3 separate regions of the Sus scrofa genome follow, and regions 1 and 3 are each linked to region 2. A link is a contact called in public HiChIP or PLAC-seq data. All regions are on one chromosome and are shown on one strand. The core of a region is the stretch at or near the end of the contact, and the rest is flanking DNA. Distances in the headings are between cores, read along the strand shown. Region 1 has its middle 25 kb from the start of ESYT3. Region 2 overlaps PIK3CB (phosphatidylinositol 4,5-bisphosphate 3-kinase catalytic subunit beta isoform). Region 3 has its middle 34 kb from the start of FOXL2.

Region 1 (2,700 bases), core at 11-2,510, 250 kb before region 2:
GAGGTGGGATTCACTGACAGAGACGCCTCTCTGTTGAGCAAAGAGCTGAAATGCCATTTGTTGAGGGCTTGCTCTGGGCTGGGCAGGGCCCGGGTTACACAGTCCGGTGAGGTGGGTAGGAGGGCACACCCCTGACCCGGCATTTATGTGAATGGCACCCCTGGGCTGCAGAGCAGCAAGGCCCTCACTGTGCCCCCAGGAGGACACTAAACTTCCCTCAGGGGAGGATTCTGTGCTTCAGAGATGTTCAGTAGGTCTCTCCAGTTCTCACAGGCCTGAGTGGCACAGCCAGGACTCCAAGGGTGTCCTCCGTGCCAACCTCAAACTGGAATCAGAGGACACTTCCTCACAGACCTTGGAGAGTTATTCCAACACTATGGGCCTGGGTTCCCTCATCCAAAAAATGGACTCGTGAGTATTGACCCCTGCTGCTGTGAGAGTTAAATGATTCAAAGAATGCTATGTGCTGGCATTCACGGAGAATAATCTCCCATACTTCACAGATGCTGTTCTTTTTTCTTTCTATCTTTTTTTTTTTCGTCTTTTGTCTTTTTAGGGCCACACCCGTGGCATATGGAGGTTCCCAGGCTAGGGGTCTAATTGGAGCTACAGCTGCCAGCCTACACCACAGCCACAGCAACACCAGGTCCGAGCTGTGTCTGTGACCTGTACCACAGCTCACAGCAATGCCAGATCCTCAACCCACTGAGCGAGGCCAGGGACCAAACCCTCGTCCTCATGGATGCTAGCCAGGTGCATTACCGCTGAACCACTTCCATCCAGTGTTATTTCTGTAGTAGTAGCCGCACTACTAGTAGAATGTATTATCCGTCCCTATTTGAGATTCCTGGGAAGCTGGGCCAGTGTCCCCCTTGTCCACCAGGGGGCACCATCACAGAGCAGATGGATCCCTTTCCAGCCTCACCGTGTTTGTAGGGAAGGCCTCTGGTTTCAGCTGCAGAGCAGTCCTGGGATGCCAAAGGTCAGCCCCTCTACCGCCTGCCCCTGCTCTCTGCCCTGCCCTCTGGGACTGCCCCCCTCCCCCACCCCCAGGGCCGCTTGTACCTAGATTAACATACACCCTGGGGACCCTGGATCCGGAGTGTAGCAAGTTCACCATAATTTGGCAAATGGTTCACACAGGCCCAGGCTGGTGGACCCTCTTAGGAACTGTTGGGTGAACTCCAGCACTTGCCCCCCTCTGGATCTAAACACCCGCTCCCTGGGAGACGCCCAAGACCCTGGCCTCTGGCCTGTTCACTCTGCAGCCAGCACTTCACACAATGTGTGAGGGACTCCCTCAGGCCTCAGTCATAGATTGAGCTTATTGACAGGGCAGATTCCAAAGCCCCCAGCTGGGCCAGCAGTTCTCAGTAACTGCGCAGCACCTGGGAACTTGTAAAAAATTCTCCCCACCCCAGATTTATTACGTCAGAGACTCTGGGGTGGGGCTCAGCAACCCATGGTTAATAAGCCCTCAGGTGATTCTGCTGCCTGGGGAAGTCTGAGACCCATTGGCCTGCGCTCTTCTGTGGTGACAGGAATCCCTCTCCACAGACATTGCCAAATCCCTCGCCAGAGCTCCAGTGGGTCTAATCCATGATTTCCAAGGGGCTGAAGTGTTTTGTCAGTGGTGCGGTTGGTGGTTGCCAGGGCTGTGATCGGTATTTTCCCATATGATGGTGCTCAAAGCTATTGTGGCTTTATCTTGATGAAAATGTGTAATGTTTTCATGACAGTTGCTTAGCGAATAGAACCCCAACTTGTGACCGACAACTTCACAGATCATCAGATTTCATAATCTCTCTTGTTTCCAGCAGCGACACAATCTTTCTGTTCTGAGGCAAGGCGAGGTTGCCCTGAGATGGTGAGGTGGCTCTGTGACCTCGTGAAGGGGGAGGGCTGCTCACACCCAGTCCCTCCCCCCAGGGAAGTACCAGGCCTGGAAGCGATCGGTGTGGTATACGGAGGGATGGGTCTGTGCCTCTCATCCCTGAGTCTTTAGGAAGCTCACAACCTCAAATAAAATGTTGGCAGAAAGTGTGAAAAGTTCATTCCTTTCCCTTCGAGTCACCTCTGGGAGAGGAATTTCATAGAACTCAGCATTGCCATCCACATCCCCCAAATATGTATGGTGAGAAGGAAAAGGTAGACTGATTTCCTATGAAAATGGAGCTGGTGGCACCATGCAGGCAAGGCTTGCTTAATGATGCTGGAAGGTGTCAGAACAGTTTGGGTGTTTTTGGTTTTGGTTTTGGTTTTTTGCTACAGTGTGCAGTGGCTTGAAGCGGGGTCTCAATTCCCAGACCAGGTCCAGATTTGATCATCATGATCATCATGACATCATCAATATTTTACTCTAGCATGATGTCCAATGGGATAGGAAGACAGTGTCTTATGCTTCTAAGTCTTATGCATCTAAGTTGTAGTACAGAAACAGAGAGGTGACATCATGCTGAGGAAAATGGTGTATTTCTCTACCAGGTGAAAGCAACCTTTTCTCTCCTGTTTTCTAATTGCTACAATAAAAAAGCATTAGAACATTTGAGATCAACTGCAGTCTTCTGGGTACGAGAGTCTATGTTGATTTGATCTAGTAAGAGACCCTCAACTGGAACAGCAGATACAATTAGACGTATCATTTAGTTAGGTCTACAGTTAGCCAAGGTATTGAAAAGGAGTTCTTCCTCTGGGGAAATG
Region 2 (2,700 bases), core at 52-2,551:
AAAGAGGCTTCCTCTTTCCTTAAACTTCCTATTTCACTCGTCCAAAATAATCACTATTGAAGAGTTTGTGTAATTTCTTTTGGATATCACACAATTTAAAACATAAATGATTTATTTTAAAAAGAAGGGAAAAAAGTCACAGTATCCATAATTTTCTGCGAACTTTGTTTTTTTTAAATAATCATACAGTATAATCCCTCATTTTGAGGCTAGAAAGAAAATGTATAAACCTGAAAATGCCATTTGTCTGAGACTGCCTCAATAATGACATTTCATTAAATAAATCCCCTTGATTCACATACATGTACTACCCAAAAGGGACTCTACAAATACGTTCACTGCAGCAGTGTTTGTTATGACGAAATTTTGAGAAAATTAAAAATGTTTCTCCATAGGGAAATAGAGGAAATAAGGTATACCCCAAAACAGAATATTACACAGTAGTGAAAGGAATAAACTACATTTATATGAAATGGGAGAGAATGATCTCAAAAACCTAATGTTGAATTTAAAAAAAAATACTTATGGAAAGACACATTTATGTGATTTTTATATATACAATATTATATCTATATTTTATAGACATATAAGTGTGGTAAAAAAAGGAAAACCTGGTATAGAAGGATACACACCAAATTTGTTATAATGGTTACCTCTGGGAAGTGTAAGTATCAGGACTGAGTGAGCACACTATGAGGATTTTAACTGTAATGTTAATTGTATAAAAATACAAACTTAAAAAAAAAGACAAAATATTAACACTTCTTAATTCTGGGTAGCAGACAGGAAAGAGTTAACATAGTAGCAACCCTGAGTGCTATTCTTTGAAAAAGCATGCTTACAAGGTTAGCCCTTGGCTGATATCTGGGAACATAGACTTCAGAAGGCTTCTCACTGCCCTAACAGATAAGAGTGGCTCACTGGGACTAGACTGGTTTTTTGCAAACAGTATGGTTTATGCTTAACACCCATTTTTCCTTCCAGGAGTTTAGAATTTGGAGATATGCTAGGCAGAGGGTACTTGTAAGACTAGCCGCCCCCACTAAAACAAACAAATGAACAAACAAAAACAACCCTGGCCACCGAATCTCTAGCAAGCTCCCCTGGTAGACAATATTTGGGTGTGTTGTCACAACTGCTGTTAGAGGAATTTAGTGTATTCAGCGTGACTCTACAGGAAAAGGACTTTTAGAGGTTTCTGCCTGGTTTCCTCCAGACTTTGCCCCATGAATCTTTTCCCTTTCCCAATTTTGCTCTGTATCCATTTGTTGTAATAAATATTAGCCAAGAGTAACTATATGCTGAGTCCTATGACTCTTCCTGACTCAGAGTCATGGAACATGAGGGTGACATTGGGGACCAGCTGACCCAGTTTTTGTTTGTTTTTTGTTTTATAATATGAAGTAAATATGAGAGGCTGAGCATATGAAAGAGTGGAAGGGAGAAAGGGAACAAGTGTTTCGAACTCTAAATCATTCCAAGCCCTTTCTTTTCTTATGAGACATTCAAGCAGACCTCAACTTCTCCTCCCACCCACAAGTTACTCCATGATCCAAAAAAAGCCACCTGCAAGAGATACCTCATCTGTCGCAGGCAGCCAACAGCATATTCTCGCACGTACTGATCTGGATAGTTGAAATCCAGAAGCTCCAGGGCCTCCCGCGGGGGCAGTTTAGGCCAAATCTGAAGTAGTGCCTGAAGCTGTTTAAAAAAAAAAAATGAAACTGGTTCAGAAATTTAGCAAAGTGATCTATTTTTCCTTGGTACACAGGAGCTGAGATGGAGCAAAAGAAAGGAGAAGCAAACTTGCAGTTTACTGAGGTATCAAAAGTCCATTATTATTATTATTATTTTTTTTTTTTTTTTTAAAGGGCCACACCCATGGCATATGTAAGTTCCCACCTAAGGGTTAAATCAGAACTGTAGCCACTGGCCTACACCTCAGCAGCAGCAACTCGGGATCAGAGCCGAATCTATGGCCTACACCACACGGCAGTGCCAGATCCTTTAACCCAGTGAGCGAGGCCAGGGATCAAACCCACATCCTCAAGGATATGAGTTGGGTTCGTTACTACTGAGCCACAAAGAGAACTCTTTGAAAAATACATTCTTGTTAATACAGATTAATAAAGACTGTCTCTGTTGAAATATTCTAAAAGGTAAGCAAGTATATAAAAGCAAGCTATTATGTTACTTACCTGGAATTTATGAATGCCACAATCATTACCCATTAAATAATTTTTTTAAAGGAAGGAAAGGTGGTGGGAGGGGGGTAAGGTGAGGGGAAGGGGGAAGGGAGAGAGCAGAGAGAAATGATCAAGAAATACTTACGGGAAAATTCAAAGTAAGAATATTAGCTTCAGGGCTCAACCTGATTACAAGCACTTTTTTTTTTTTTAGGGCCGCACCCCTGGCACATGGAGGTTCCCAGGCTAGGGGTCTAATCAGAGCTGTTGCTGCCAGCCTACACCACAGGCACAGCCACGCCAGATCCGAGCTGCGATCTGTGTCTGCGACCTTGACCTGCTGAGCTAGCCAGGGATAGAATCTGAAACCTCATGGTTCCTAGTCAGATTCATTTCCACTGCGCCATGGTGGGAACTCCACAAGCAATTTATACATAAGAAGTTCATTAATAACAACATAGGATGATCTTGAGGGAGTTTTTTTTTATCTTTTTAATGTTAATACATTTTTATA
Region 3 (2,700 bases), core at 148-2,647, 210 kb after region 2:
CTTCTGACATCTATTTACTACTTTTTTTTTTTTTTTTTTTTTAATGGCCGCACCCACAGCTTGTGGAAGTACCCAGGTCAGGAACTGAATGCAAGCCACAGCTGAGACCTAGGCTTACAGCTGCATCAACGCTGGATCCTTTAACCCACTGCGATGGGCTGGGGATCCAAACTGCACCTCTACGGTGACCCAAGCCGCTGCTGTTGGGTTTTTAACCCACTGCACCGGAGCAGGAACTCCTATTTACTACTTTTTACTGTCAATCTTCCAGTTCCCCCCTCCCCCCCAACAACAAAACATAAACCTCACAAGAGCCCGGGAGCATTCACCAATGCTTGGTGAATATGGTGCTTATTCTTTTCTGTTCCAGGAGTAGGAGGTGCAGCAGCCAGTGGGACAGAGGGCCTGCCCTCAGGGCTCGACAGGAATCCTACCAGGATCTAGGGGCCAAGAGAGACTCTCTGCCGCTGGGCTCAAGGTCACTTGGCACCCAAAATGGACAGCGACTGATCTCAGGGGCGCGGCCCTTCCGCACCACAGCGCCCTCTGGCGGCCACCCTCAGCCAGAGTCGGCGCCGCGCGGGGCTGCAGAGGGGCCTCCCTCCTGCCAGCGCGCTGGAAACCACAGGAGCTCCCGGGCTCGTTTCCTCCGGACTTGCAGACACTTCTGCTTTTGCCCGGGACGGGAAGAGGAAGGAGGGCTAGGGAAGGGCGAAGCTCGGGGCGGGGCCGGCGGGGAAGGGGGAGGAAGGTCGAGATTCTGGTGCCTTCTTCCATGGCGTCATCCGCAAGATTTGCTTTTTTCAAGTGCCAGGTCCCCTTATTTGGGGACAGCCTGGCTTTACCTCGTCCCAGCTCCGGTCTCATCTTCCTTCGCCTTCCCGGAAGGCGAGGGGCTGCGAGGTCAGAAGGCAGAGGCGGTGGCCCTCCAGTCCTCGGTGGGACTTGACGTCCCTCGACCCTGTCCTGGGTTTGGGATCGAGCTTCCACGGTCCGCGGGCACTAAGCGCGTCCCCTCGGGCACGATGTGGTGGACCCCCTGTCCCGCTCCCCAAGCGCGTCCCCTCGGGCACGATGTGATGGACCCCCTGTCCCGCTCCCTTTTGGTAGGAAAGAGCCGCCTGCCGCCCGAGCAGATATCAGGGCGCCACCTGGTGGCCGCGGCCCTCACCCCGCAACCCAAGCGCGCCTTTAGGGCCTGCTTGGCCCAAGGGAACCTGGTGTGGGTGTCTCCTCCAGGCCCTGCCCTTAACCTAGAATACCCGGGTCCATTTCACTTAGTGGTTGGGGCCCTGGATCGTTGGAAATAGGCACATTAAGGTGGGACGGGGTTTGAATTGCTGAGGAATGACAAAAACAGGATGGTTCCTGTTGATGTTGGCACTCAAGTTTCGTTTCCTGCCTTCACGGATGGTGTGAGGGCTCCAAGTGGGAGGGCTCCCTCCTCTGTACTCTATCCCCGCCACTTATCTATACTGTTCTTTTTATTCTAGTTTTGACAAGGCATGTATGATTATAAAGGGAATGCATAGTTATTGTTTTTAAAAAAAAAACACGGAGAAAATACCTCACGGTTTCTGTTAGAAGTCCTCCCCTTCACTGGAACATAGGTGTGTATTCCCTGGAAGTGCAGGTTTGCTTGTTCTCTTTCCTAGTTCTTGGTAGGACTGTTAACCTAGGGTCAGCCTTCCCTTCCTGCTGTTGGTAGGGCTCACCCATCCACCTCTAGGGCTGGAAACCACACTGGAGGCAGCTGGAGGAGTCTGGGGTGCAGTCAGGGGAGAGGCAAGGGGCAGTTCCCAAATTTTCTCATTGTTCTCTTTTTGCATAACATGATTACAGTTTTGCTGTTGTTGTTGTTCTTGTCAGTTTTTGGTTTTTTGGCCGTACCCAGGGCATGAAGAAGTTCCCCAGCCAGGGATCCAACCAGTGCCACAGCAGTGACCCAAGCCGCTTCAGTGCTTGATCCTTAATCCACTGCACCACAAGGGAACTCTGTCCTTGTCAGATTCTTGCTCTCTCAAAGACAATTTTATTTGTTTTTGTTTTGTTTTTTAAAAAATGAATTCATTTGTTTTTATTAAAGTATCGATTTACAGTGTTGTGCCAATTTTGGCTATACAGCAAATGACCCAGTCATACACATTTGGATACATTCCTTTTCTGTGTTATCTTCCATCATGGTCAATCCCAAGAGAGTGGATATAATTCCCTGTGCTGTACAGTAGGACCTCATTGCTTATCCATTCTAAATGTAATAGTTTGCATCTACTAACCCCAAACTCCCTGTTCATCCTACTCCCTCCCCCCCTTCTCCTTGGCAACCATGAGTCTGTTCTCCATGTCTGTGAGTCTGTTTCTGATTGGTAGATAGGTTCATTTGTGCCGTATTTTAGATTCCACATATAAGTGATATCATAAGGTATTTGTCTTTCTGACTTACTTGTGTGAATCTCTAGTTGCATCCATGTTGCTGCAAATGGTATTATTTTGTTCTTTTTTATGGCTGAGTATTATTCCATTGTGTATATGTACCACATCTTCTCTTTTAATGAGAGTTGCAACGTTTATTTCAGATTCTCTCTTGTGTTTTGGGGTGTCTTTTTTTTTTTGTATTTTTTTTTTTTCTTTTTTGCCACACAGGCAGTACGTGGGAATTCCTGGGCCAAGCACTGAACCTATGCTGCACAGCAGCAACCA

The links. HiChIP or PLAC-seq counts read pairs in DNA pulled down with a chosen protein or histone mark.
Region 1: a contact with region 2 is called in an H3K27ac HiChIP or PLAC-seq map of alveolar macrophages. The contact joins two enhancer-like sites. A contact is called at or near these places in 2 of 47 Hi-C or Micro-C datasets (both in embryonic fibroblasts) and 1 of 2 datasets of contacts at active chromatin or transcription factors (alveolar macrophages).
Region 3: a contact with region 2 is called in an H3K27ac HiChIP or PLAC-seq map of alveolar macrophages. The contact joins two enhancer-like sites. A contact is called at or near these places in 2 of 5 promoter capture datasets (fetal liver and liver), 30 of 47 Hi-C or Micro-C datasets (adipose tissue, alveolar macrophages, blood and 15 more) and 1 of 2 datasets of contacts at active chromatin or transcription factors (alveolar macrophages).

The regions. Positions count from the first base shown.
Region 1 is chr13:79,219,376-79,222,075 of Sscrofa11.1, forward strand. No RefSeq gene overlaps it. Among named protein-coding and RNA genes, the nearest start is that of ESYT3, 25 kb to the right of the region's middle. Within about 2 kb of position 1,261, at least 13 of the 83 cell types and tissues checked have an H3K27ac peak or open chromatin away from gene starts, as enhancers often do. A contact at or near this core is called in alveolar macrophages, where this site is marked.
Region 2 is chr13:79,467,935-79,470,634 of Sscrofa11.1, forward strand. PIK3CB (phosphatidylinositol 4,5-bisphosphate 3-kinase catalytic subunit beta isoform) reads right to left here. Exons shown (of 25, transcript XM_021069526.1): 15 at 1,580-1,701. Among named protein-coding and RNA genes, the nearest start is that of FAIM, 71 kb to the left of the region's middle. Within about 2 kb of position 1,302, at least 9 of the 83 cell types and tissues checked have an H3K27ac peak or open chromatin away from gene starts, as enhancers often do. A contact at or near this core is called in alveolar macrophages, fetal liver and skeletal muscle, where this site is marked.
Region 3 is chr13:79,674,319-79,677,018 of Sscrofa11.1, forward strand. No RefSeq gene overlaps it. Among named protein-coding and RNA genes, the nearest start is that of FOXL2, 34 kb to the right of the region's middle. Within about 2 kb of position 1,398, at least 43 of the 83 cell types and tissues checked have an H3K27ac peak or open chromatin away from gene starts, as enhancers often do. A contact at or near this core is called in alveolar macrophages, fetal liver and skeletal muscle, where this site is marked.